Linked DNA regions of Mus musculus: region 2 is linked to region 1. Evidence: chromatin contacts called from public HiChIP or PLAC-seq data. All regions are on one chromosome and are shown on one strand. Each heading gives the region's core, a stretch centred on a gene start, on an enhancer-like site or on the middle of the called end of the contact. The rest is flanking DNA. Distances are from core to core; before and after follow the strand shown. Region 1 holds the start of Etv1 (ets variant 1). Region 2 has its middle 56 kb from the start of Gm34662.

Region 1 (5,570 bases), core at 1,217-3,716:
TATAATTCAGTCCATTTAATTTTAAATTCAATGTGAACTTTAGTAATTAAGTCTAAGTTTCTTCAAATCATAATGAGTGGCCCCACAGGGCTGAAATAATTCATAGTATATTGACCTCCTACCAACAGTTTATAAGAAGAATCTACAGCCTAATTTACTAAATAATATTATAAGTATTCAATAAGCCTTAAGTTTGATCTAGTGAACATGTTACGGCCTATCAACAAATGTTATGACTTCAAAATGCAGTCATCAAACTCATAAAATTTCAACAATAATATATGGCTTCATTTATATTGTTTAACTTGTAATAAAGTTGAAAGAAAAATGTAAGCAGCAGGCATGGCTGCTTACTTTATCCCAGGGTGTTACAGTTTGAAATTGTTATCTCAGTACAGGGAATTATCTGACAAATGGACAAGAAGGAACACAAAATACTGTTTAAAATAAGAAGGTCACTGCTACGTGTTTATTTTCCTCTCATTACTTTTGTGACAAGACCATAAAATAGTCTCCAAGGCAAACTCACTGTGTGAGTGGTTGCATGTTTCAGTCCATATTTCAATGTCTACTATTTTTTCGATGAGATTAAGATGTCCCCCTTTGGAGGGGAAAAAGTATCAGTGAAAAAAGAGGCGTTCAGCTCAGAATCAAACCTCACCTTCTGAATCATGAGCCAGATCTCTGTTAATGAATTTTCTTTTCCTGACATTTGTTGGTTTCTCGGTACAGTTTCTCCCACGCTGACTCTACAAAGGGAAAGATAAAATCCTTTAAAAGAATATAAACCTCAGATGTCACACGTTTAAAAAAAATGCATACATAACTTAAGCCTACTGGATCCTCTCTCTGAGTAGAAAAGAAAAAGTTCACAGGAGAACTCCAACACATATTGTCTGACTTTGACAGTGGAGGCTCAGGCTGAGAGTTCGGCAGGCAGTGAGGAGGGAGAGTTGCTTCCCAGAGCATGTCCTAACACTCCTGCTTATCCTCATTCTAGTTACATGTAATCTCAGCATCAAAACATTAAGCTAAAACGCTTAATGTTTTTCTTTTCTTTCTTTTTTTTTTTTTCTGAATCAACTCCAGATTAAAACAGCGAATTCCATTCTCTCAGACAGCACCCCCACCCGTAATAAGAGAAGCCAAAGGAAAACTGGGAAAAGTGAGAAAATGAGAGGGGAGGGGGAAGACCCCCCCCAAGACACCCCATGTAAACACAAAATTGTCAGCATTTGTCTCAACTTCGTTCTTTTCAATGTGGCAGATAAACCCAGCCACAAACTTTGAGTGCAGCTGTTGCTGCCCTCCGTCTCCTCTTGCACTCATCGTGGACATATTAACCAGAAGAAGAGGTCTTAAAACAAAACTATGCCTTATCCGAATCACTCAAAGGTAAGCTCATTTTGTAGATAGGGCTTCTAGAAGCAGAGTCGCCCTACAGTGGCAACAAAGCAGATAAAGTGTCTGCAGTCCCAACCCCCTGCCCCCTCCCTTCGCATCTCTCGCTCTCCCCACCCCCGTCCAAGTCAAGTTTATAAACAGCAACTTTCGAACTGATCACTCACGTTGGTGACCACGTAAGGCACTTGCTGGTCATAAAATCCATCCATTCTGCTCCTCTTCGCAAATATTAGCTCAGTGTTTTATATTTTGAGCATTTAGCTGGAGATTTCCTCGGGATCTGGACTTCTATCAACCTAGAGGGGAACAAGATGGCTTTTAGGCTTAAAAAAAAAAAAATCATGAATGAAGCTCTTGCATTTGCATAGCTAATTACCCTCGACAGCCCCATTCACAAAAATAACCCTCCCCTACGCCGCCTTCTTCACCTGGATCCAAAGAGAGCCAAGAGAGTTCACAATTTACATACTTTCGGTCGTATCAAAAATCCTAACAAGAGGCAATGTATTTATTTACACTCTGGATGCTCCCTGCTCGGTCAGTGTACCCCAGGCGGCTCTGATTCGCAAACGTGGGCAAAACTAGCAATGGCGATCAACGAGACTTGCTTTTCACCTAACGGGACTAAAGAGACGGAGCTACCTCTTTCATAAGAATAGTTTTTGCAACCCACAACCATGCAATTATCTGGAGAGACATAAAAAGTTGTTGGAAATACCCACCTGAAGGCCACGCTAGGCGAACGGCTGCAAAAAATTCCCTCCAAATTTAATAAAAACATTAATTATTGCCCAGCACTTCCCCTTGGAAGCCGAAAGCGCCTCTGACAGAGCTGAATTCGGTGGTTTTTCCTCTACTTCTCCTCCAGGGGCCTCCAATCCAAACTGATGGATCGCTGCCTCCCATTGGCTCCACGTCTCTTTCACAAGATCAGATTTCGGGCTGTCAATCAGGCAGCTTTCGGCCCCTTCCCTTGGGTCTCCTGCGCCCCTATGCCTTTGCGACCACTCTGGGAGAAGTCGCAGGGTCCGCACCCAGGAAAAGCCACCGAGGGAAACTACTTCCTTCCTAACTCGCTGTTTTTGTTAAAACCGGAGGGATACTGAAACCTAGTGTATCGAGTCAACCAGTTCTCATTCCTAGCGTTGTTTGGTCCATTATTATGTCCTTAAAGCACTGTCGTAGAGGTTGGGGTACAGATCGAGTGTCCACAATCCCTTTTCTCTACCTTTGACCCGGAGTCCACCCACCACACGCTCCAGCCTTGCTCCTCAGAAGCTTTCGGTCCAAGCTATTTTTTTTCTCCATTTTCAACACTGTAATAGGGCTTATAAGATTTTTTTTAATACATCTTCAACAAAAATGATCTCCTTTCGTCCGTTGGACATGAAAATATTGTAAGGAAAGCAAGCGGGAGAAGCTGCTTCTAAGGAGAGGTGGCGCTGGAAGAGAGGATCCGGAGGAGTACGTAGCAGAGTGGGCGAGGAAAGTATAAAAATCAGATTCATCCTGGAGAGTGCTGAGAGGGAAAAAAACCTCCAGTGGCCACAGAGGGGTGGGGGAGGACTTGGTAGTTCAGATGCCCCCCTCCCGCACCCCTCCCCCGTCCCCGCCGTTTCCGGAGCTTTTGTTATGTATACAGAGAGGCGGAGGGTGTCACTTACTGTACTTGAAGATTTCACTTCCTCCACCAAGAAGTGGGGGAAGAGCAGGGAGGGCTCGGGTTACAAGGACAATGATGGGACCTTTGGAAGCGAGAATCTCTCTGAAGCTGCCTGCCCACAGAGCTTAGTTCTGATGTGTCCCCTTTGCAGCCGCTGCCCTACCAAGAATTGGAAGCCAGGGAGGAGTGGGGCCGGGGCTTTACGGTGCTAAAAGTCACTTGAGACCCTGGCGGGGACCAGAGCTGGGGACTAAAGGACTTTTCCAGCAGCTGTTTAGCCCCGTTGAGCAATGTGCTGCAGTTCTCAATTTCTATTTGAAAGTTTCTTCCCTTAAATGGAACATGGTGGAAACATCAAAATGGGAGCGTGCGCGCCTGGTACTCCGGACCCGCCGAGAAAGAGCGTAGTTTATGACAAAACCACTCTGCGCTTCACCAAGGGAAAAGTGTAGTCTTCCAGGGCACACACAATGCTTGCCCCAAGCCTAGTCAGGGCGCCGCGCGCGTCCTCTTTGAGAGAGGACAGTATCAGAGCCCGGGCGAGGGGTGCGTTCGAACGCTACTAGACTTTGTGAGGGTGCAACCCGAAGAGGGGAGCACAGCGTGGGTAACCCGCCAGTCTGCAAACCCCAGACAAGGCGGTAACAGTTTCCAAAGCCTTTCTGTGAGGCCAGAGCGGGACAGGTATCCAGAGCAACCGGGAGAGGGCGGAGCTTCTCGAAAGGCCCCGGGAGCTTGTCCCTGAAGCCAATGAGGAACCGTGGATTTCCAGTCCATTGTTGTTTATTGCTGACCCCGCAGCGCTCCGCCAGCGGATTGGATGCTTTCGAGCAGGGGGCGTTGCCCATTCCCCCCCCCCCCCACTCCACCTTTCGGCTCCATTCACAAAATCCCAATCTCTCTGGGTCACGTGGTTGGGGGCGTGGCGGATCAAGGAGAAAAAAAATACATAACAAAGGCCCAAGTTCCTCAAACCACAAAAGTTTTTGTTGTTGTTGTTGTTGTTGTTGTTTTGCAGGTGCGCGCAGGTGTCTGTGTGTTTCTGTTTTGGCTTTCCGCCTCTGCACACTTGGTACCAATGACCGTAGAGGAGGGGAAGTACCTTTCTATCGAAGAGCAATAGAGAGAGAGGAAGTAAGTCTAGGCTAATGGAACTCTCACATTGTATAATCCCGGGGTGCCCTGACTAAGAAAAAATCCTGAAAAGGAGGGAATTGAGAGTGGAAAGAAAGCTGAGAAAGGACTAGTAACTTTTCCTTGCTCTTCAGCACGTGGTTGTGTAAATGTGTAAGCTGTCTCACTGTGTAGAAACTATTCAGCGGTCTCCTCTCAGCAGCTGTCATTTCTACTTTGGATTTATCCCCGTGTCATTTTCTCCCCAGCTTCTTTTAGTGCACGTTTTCACACATTGCCGATTTCTAGGTCCCGAAGTCCATCATCTCTAGACAAGCCTCTTCTTTTAGGATGGTCTATCATGCTGCAGACTCTCCACATTTCTCCTTTGCAGTTCTTCAGATGGACCCCCTACCTGTTAACTATTTGACTCCCACAGTAATTGAAAGTTAAGTTCTTATGTGACTAAGGACCCTTTGTCTACAACTCCTCTGAGAAGTCTAAAATGTTGAGCGAAGTATGAGCCTTTAGCAACCGGACATTTGAAGCATGCCCCTTCTCTTGGCTCCCGTTCTCTTTCTCTGTCCTCACAGTGAGATATTTCCACTCATCCTTGCTCCTGGCTTCTTAGTGAAATACTAGCTTCTAGCCTAATGCCTAGTTATGGTCTACCCTTGGCACCGAGGAGAAGAATAATACAGTAGCAGAAGGTAAGGAAAGCGTTGAGAATTTAATTTTCAGTTGTGTTACGCTTCTTAGAAATGTCCGACCACTGAAGCAGCTGCATGCGCAAGAAGAGGTGCGCAGAAGTTGCACAAAGTTTCCACCACTTTTTAAGAATGTCTTTTAAATCAGTTTAGTACATTCCAGTCCTTCTTGAATGGAAAATTTCATTTTGGCAAGATTTCAGACATAGAATAGCAGTGCAGAGGCCAAGAGGCTTTGACATTTATTTACTCGTATTTTGAAATCCCATCTGGGTTTTGAAATAAGAGCCTTGAGTCTTGAGAGAACAACACACACACACACACACACACACACACACACACACAAACCAGTCCCTTTTTTGTTGTTGTTGTTTTTAAAGTTTGGAAAGTTTTCTATCTTGCATATAAAACTATTTAAAGCTTTATAGTTCCTTTGCAACTATTTTATGAAATAAAATAATATACATTAGTGGTTTGTCTGCAGTTGATGTATGGCGTTGAAAATGCATGCTAAGTAATTGGATTTCTAAAAGTGGTTTGAGAAAAAAATACAAACTCTCGCGGATCTACTTTTTAAAAAGTGCTTAATATAGCAGGCAAAGCTTGAAGCACACAGGGGAGGGAAATACTGGGGAGGGTAGTGTGGGAGAGGGAGGGAGGAGCACCTTCTCAGAGGCTAAGGG
Region 2 (5,570 bases), core at 1,534-4,033, 260 kb before region 1:
GACAAGTAGGACTGGAGAGATGGCTCAGGAGTGAAGAATACTGCTATCTCAGGAGATGGAATTTGGTTTATAGCACTCAAGCTAGGTAGCTTAAGTTGTTTGTAACTCCAGCTCTAGGTATCTGACAGTTTCTTATGGAGTCCCATGGCCATGTCCACATGTGGAAGATTCATGAATACACAAAGATAAAAATAACACACATCTATTAACTTTTATTTTTGAGATTATAATTTAAATACACTTCTCCCTTACTTTTTTCTCCCCCAAACTCTCCTATACACCCCTTCTCTTCTTCAAGTCCATGCCCTCTTTTTATATTATTTATACTATGTATTCTTGTATGAATTTATGTGACCAAGCATATGGTTGCTGGGAATGGAACTCAAGATCCCTGGAAAAGCAGCCAGTGGTCTTAACTACTGAGCCATCTCACTATCCCCTTGTATGAATATATGTATATACATTCCTAAATATGCATTTCTAAATGTATTATCCTAAATATAATCTGATCAATCTCTACACTGTTGTCTGTATGTACCTGTATTTTCAGGATTGACCATTTGGCCCTGGACAACCAATTGGTGTGTTCTTCACTGGGGAAAATCCCCTCTCCTTTTTTTAGTGTTTCTTGCTTACCTATAGTTTTTGTGTGTGGTTGAAACTGAAAGAAAATTAAAATTCAAGGTCCATGACTCGTGCAGCTTGCTAGTTAGGAAGGCTTTTTAGGCCTAGAGCAAAGAACAAAAGCTGTAAAGTCATCCCAGGAACCAAGTAGCCATAAAGATAGGGAAGACATATAAGAATGTCCAGACTGGCCTGGCGCCTCCCTATCTCCCACCCTTCTTACATGGGTTAAATGTTAACCAGATGCTCTGCTGTTACCTCGATCTGCACGTACAGTTTGCTGATGTTTAAACTGTCCAATTGTGTGAAGCTGCTTCAATTCTTCCCCTAACCTCATTCTTTTCCTATATAAACCCCTAACTTTTGAGCCTCGTGGTCGACACCTCTGTCTCCTGCGTGAGATACGTGTTGGCCCAGAGCTCCGTCATTAAACTACCTCGTGTGTTTGCATCGAGACGGTCTGTTGTGATTCTTTGGGGGCACACTATCTCTTGACTTCGGTGGGGGTATCCCCACGGAGGTCTTTCAAAACTTTGTTAGATTTTTTTTTTTAATCTAGCTCAACATGTTCCTTGGTGTCGTCTGTGTTCAACTCACATTTGGGTGGCCATGTTGGTGAGACTTTCTTACAGAAAGTTCCTGATTAGAGTTCTGGCTCTTACAGTCTTTCAGCCCCTTCTTCTATAATATTCCCTGAATCTTAGAGCTGGGAGTGGGCTCTAATCACAATCAAATATTTGTCAAAATCCAAGGCAAGTCAGTAGAGCTATTTGTTCATGAAAAGATTATTAAATTAGTAGTTAAAGAGATTAATTTAAAAGCTTCTGTTTTAAATTACCAAATCAGCTACAAAGCTCATACTCTATAGATTTATATAAATTCAACTATACCTTTAACTTTTAACTAAAATCTATAGATAATGCCTTAGTGTTAGGATAAAAGAAAAAGAAAGTCAAAAGAATAGTCTCTAGCTTACAAGGAGGCCTAGCATTGCAGTTAGCTGATTATTCTTTTGGTTAGAGAATGCCCATCATCAGGCAGGGAGACAAAAAGCCATGATAAAGAGGCAGAAAAATTAGTCATTTAATTTGTATTTTTCTGTATTGTTATTTATACTGTATTTCCTGTGTTTATATTTATACAGTATTTTCCCCCACTCTCCATTTATCCAGTTTGAATGTCACAGCTTTCCTCCTCGACTTCTCTTCTCTAAGTAACTTCTAAAGTGTACAGTTCATATGCCCTGGGGTTTTCTTTTAAACTATAATAAAATTGTCCTTGAGCTTCTGTTTGAGTCCATTACTAAATTCTTTTACTAATGAGACTCAGAACCCCAAGAGAGGGCTTTGATTTTCATTATATTATTTCTGACTTTCTTAGCCAAACAATAGTTTCTCCCACTGTTGATTTAATATTCTTTATCAAGTGTCAGACCTAATTAGTATTGGTTGAAAGGTTTTAAACATATTAAGAATGTAGGCTGTTCTCTAAATATGAAAGAAAAAGAAAGTAGAAACTACAAGACCTAAGTAATCCCTTTGACCTTCAATCCTAAACTTGTAGATTTATGATCCATTTTTTTTTACGAGTTGGAGATTGAGTCCAGGACTCTTGTATACTGGCCAAGTGCTGTGGAGCTGAAGCACATCTTCAGGCCCCAAGGGTAACAATTTTTCAAATTGATCTCATAGCTTTGTTCCAATGATATTCCAAAAATAACCAAGTATCTTTCTCATAGAACTATGTTTTAAAGCCCTGGATATTTTAATACAAATAATTTAACAATCTTTCAATATTACAAAATAAGCCAATTACTTGATGTAAATATGATAATGATTTTACAGACTATGATAGATTAATTATAGAACATTATTGGACCTTATATCTTGTACTTTATTTCTATAAGTGAGTACAGTGAAACCACTAAACTAGCCCACTCAGTGGATTTAAAGGGAAAATAATAAGTTTATTGGAAAACAAATTGCTTTGCTGTCTCACCAGAACAGAGAGCAGTAGCCTGGCAGGAAAGCAAAGCAAGTAAAGTAGACATTCTTGAGTTGAGGCAGGCTGTTCTAGAAGCACTTTGTTCCTCTTGGTTGACTGTTAAGAAAGGAGAAGAGAAGTATTGGCTCTGTGGAAAAACAGAAACTGACTTTCTGAGGAATGCTGAGTTTAGGTTTCTATTATTTGCCCAGTAAGAATCTGTCCTGGGTTGGGCCTGGGCCATTTGAAGAAGTGTCACCAGCAGAAGCATTTGGAGGCCTTGCTTTGTGACCTCAAAATTTCTAAGGAGTTTAAAACAAGAACAAGAATAAAAGTAAACATTGGTACATATGCAGCTAGAGTCAAGAGCTCCGGGGTACTGGTTAGTTCATAATGTTGTTCCACCTATAGGGTTGCAGATCCCTTTAGCTCCTTGGGTACTTTCTCTAGCTCCTCCATTGGGAGCCCTGTGATCCATCCATTAGCTGACTGTGAGCATCCTCTTCTGTGTTTGCTAGGCCCCTGCATAGTCTCACAAGAGACAGCTACATCTGGGTCCTTTCGATAAAATCTTGCTAGTGTATGCAATGGTGTCAAAGAGAGGCCCATTGGACACGCAAACTTTATATGCCCCAGTACAGGGGAATGCCAGGGCCAAAAAGGGGGAGTGGGTGGGTAGGGGAGTGGGGGTGGGTGGGTATGGGGGACTTTTGGTATAGCATTGGAAATGTAAATGAGCTAAATACCTAATAAAAATGGAAAAAAAGTAAACATTGGCAATTGAACACAAATGTGATCAAAGATCAAATATCAATATATGTAAATGTGCATATAAAAGTCTCTTTACACGTATATGCAACAAGTGTTGGCTTGCATTTTCAATATGAAATTAACATTCCTAGTAACATTTAGATTCTAATATTCTTAATTATACTTAGTTTTATAAATAAACTGCTTGTTCTTACAAAATACACATTAAACCCATGAACTTCTGCAGTGCTTCATGTTTGATGGGGTCTAATTTAGTACCAAAGCAGAAGAGGAAAGTCCTCTGATTTTTTACTTCTCTCAGTATTTTAGTTCCTCCTAATATTGTTTGCTTTTACAAATCAAAACAGTTGCAATATGGGCGTCTGAATGCAGACATTCTCATTTGCAAGGAACTACATTGACAAAACAAAACACCAGGAAACACTGGGGTGGGAGAGAGCTGCCACCCAGAGTCCTGTAGCTAAGCAACAGGCTGTTTTCTCTTCTGTAACCAAATTATCCCAGCAGTCCTCAGGAGCTCCTGTGCCCTGCAAGGTTGCAGTTGTTTGGTTTTAACTTAAGCCTGTGCCTTTTCACCTCAAGCACTCAGTGATGTCAATTCAAGTTTATAGGACAGAGGGTTTTCCGTCTCAAACCTGGGGGGTTCTGGTTTCAGATCATCTCATGAAACACTGATTACATTAAATGATGGTAATGTATGTTAGTTATATGTCATATATTGTACTTATGTATTTATGTATGTATCCATAAAAATGGATAACAAGCACTTGCTGAAAGTGCTTACAATGAGCTTGTGTTCGCTTTAAGGTCCATGCATTCATGGCAACTGTCTCCAAGTTCAAGCATAAGAAAGTGTACTTTGTTATCATTCAAGTGTTAATGACATTATTTCTTATAATGGACACCAGTGAACTTATAGTCTAAGAGAAAGTAAGTCCCAACCTAAATTCATTTTTTTTCCAATATTGAAACTACCTTCAGAAATGTATACGTATGGCACATACCTAGGACTTTTGGAATTTGGCAAACCACCATGCTGTTTTTCTTCCTTTAGGAACAATGCCATCTTAACAGATGGGTGTTAGTGTAGGCATGCCAGGGAATCAAAATGTACACCACATTCCACTACAAGGGGGCAGAATCTCATCCAGAAATGTCCGTCTGTGCCACTGAGTACAGGAATATTCCACTCCAGTCCATGTCACATACTGTTAAGCAATAGTTTACAACTACGAAGCAAGGCTTTTGCTTTTCCATTTGTATTTTGGTAATGATTTCCACTCCATCAGAAAAGGTAGGATTATTATTACAATAAGTCTTTAAGATGCAAAAATAACATTAAACCCATTTTGGTTTTTATTTTACCTAAAGAGAACACTATTTTATAGGCAGATATAGGACTCAATTGGTACCATTTTTGCCTCTGGATCCTGTAGCTTGGTTTTCAGTTAGAAACAGTTTCACTGGGTCTGTGATATCAAGAAAATTACGGAAGACTGTATTGTACTCACTGCAGAGAATCATCATCAATGCAAGGAAGCACAGCCTTAGTGGGAAACAAAAACAAAAACAAAAACAAAAACACAAACAAACAAACAAAAAACCCTGTGGTAATTATCTGGCTTTGGCTGGATTAGAAGAAAAACAGTGAAATAAAGTCACTTTTGAACCTTTGTATTATGTACCTCCCTTGTGTAAATAATGTCCTAACACCTAATAAAGTCATCTTGAATTAACATTGGTGGGATCAGGAGGAGGTAGGTGTGGTTCACACAGCTGAAACTGTTTCTGGTACTAAGAAAAGCTGGGGAGGGGGCTGTTAACACCTACAGCAACAGGCAACAGTTAATTCTACCCATACCTGAAAACTATTGTATTTTACACCTGAAAAGGCTGGTATTTGTGTCTACTTCCTTTATTGGTTAAGTGATTCCCCTGTCTGGTGTTTACATTTAAGTGAGTGTGAAGTATTTTCATTAAGTTACTTTCAGATGTCATCCACTAGTTACATCTCCTAATAACTTTCAAAGCAGGCATATGTTGCCATTGTAAACACCTGTTTCCAAACACTAACTTTATTGTGATGTTACATTCGGTTGTAGAAACGATGTAAAATCTGTTGAAATATTAAACATAAGTACGGTTCATTTTGTAATAATATATTTATCATTTCAAGGAAAAGAAAAATGATA

Evidence for each region. HiChIP or PLAC-seq counts read pairs in DNA pulled down with a chosen protein or histone mark.
Region 2: an H3K4me3 HiChIP or PLAC-seq map of bone marrow-derived macrophages shows a contact between it and region 1, with 5 times the contacts expected there. The contact joins the enhancer-like site here to the promoter of Etv1 in region 1. A contact is called at or near these places in 5 of 39 promoter capture datasets (the 3T3-L1 cell line, 3T3-L1-derived adipocytes, the C10 cell line and 2 more), 12 of 484 Hi-C or Micro-C datasets (the AtT-20 cell line, the N1E-115 cell line, brain and 7 more), 3 of 115 datasets of contacts at active chromatin or transcription factors (bone marrow-derived macrophages, embryonic limb bud and large pre-B cells) and 4 of 9 other capture datasets (adipose tissue, liver, macrophages and 1 more).

What each region holds. Positions count from the first base shown.
Region 1 is chr12:38,776,978-38,782,547 of GRCm38.p6, reverse strand. It overlaps Etv1 (ets variant 1), which reads right to left and starts at 2,466. Exons shown (of 13, transcript NM_007960.5): 1 at 2,127-2,466; 2 at 1,569-1,700; 3 at 662-749. The coding sequence starts at 1,613.
Region 2 is chr12:39,037,199-39,042,768 of GRCm38.p6, reverse strand. No RefSeq gene overlaps it. Among named protein-coding and RNA genes, the nearest start is that of Gm34662, 56 kb to the right of the region's middle. Within about 2 kb of position 2,783, at least 13 of the 459 cell types and tissues checked have an H3K27ac peak or open chromatin away from gene starts, as enhancers often do. A contact at or near this core is called in adipose tissue, bone marrow-derived macrophages, cerebellar granule neurons and 1 more, where this site is marked.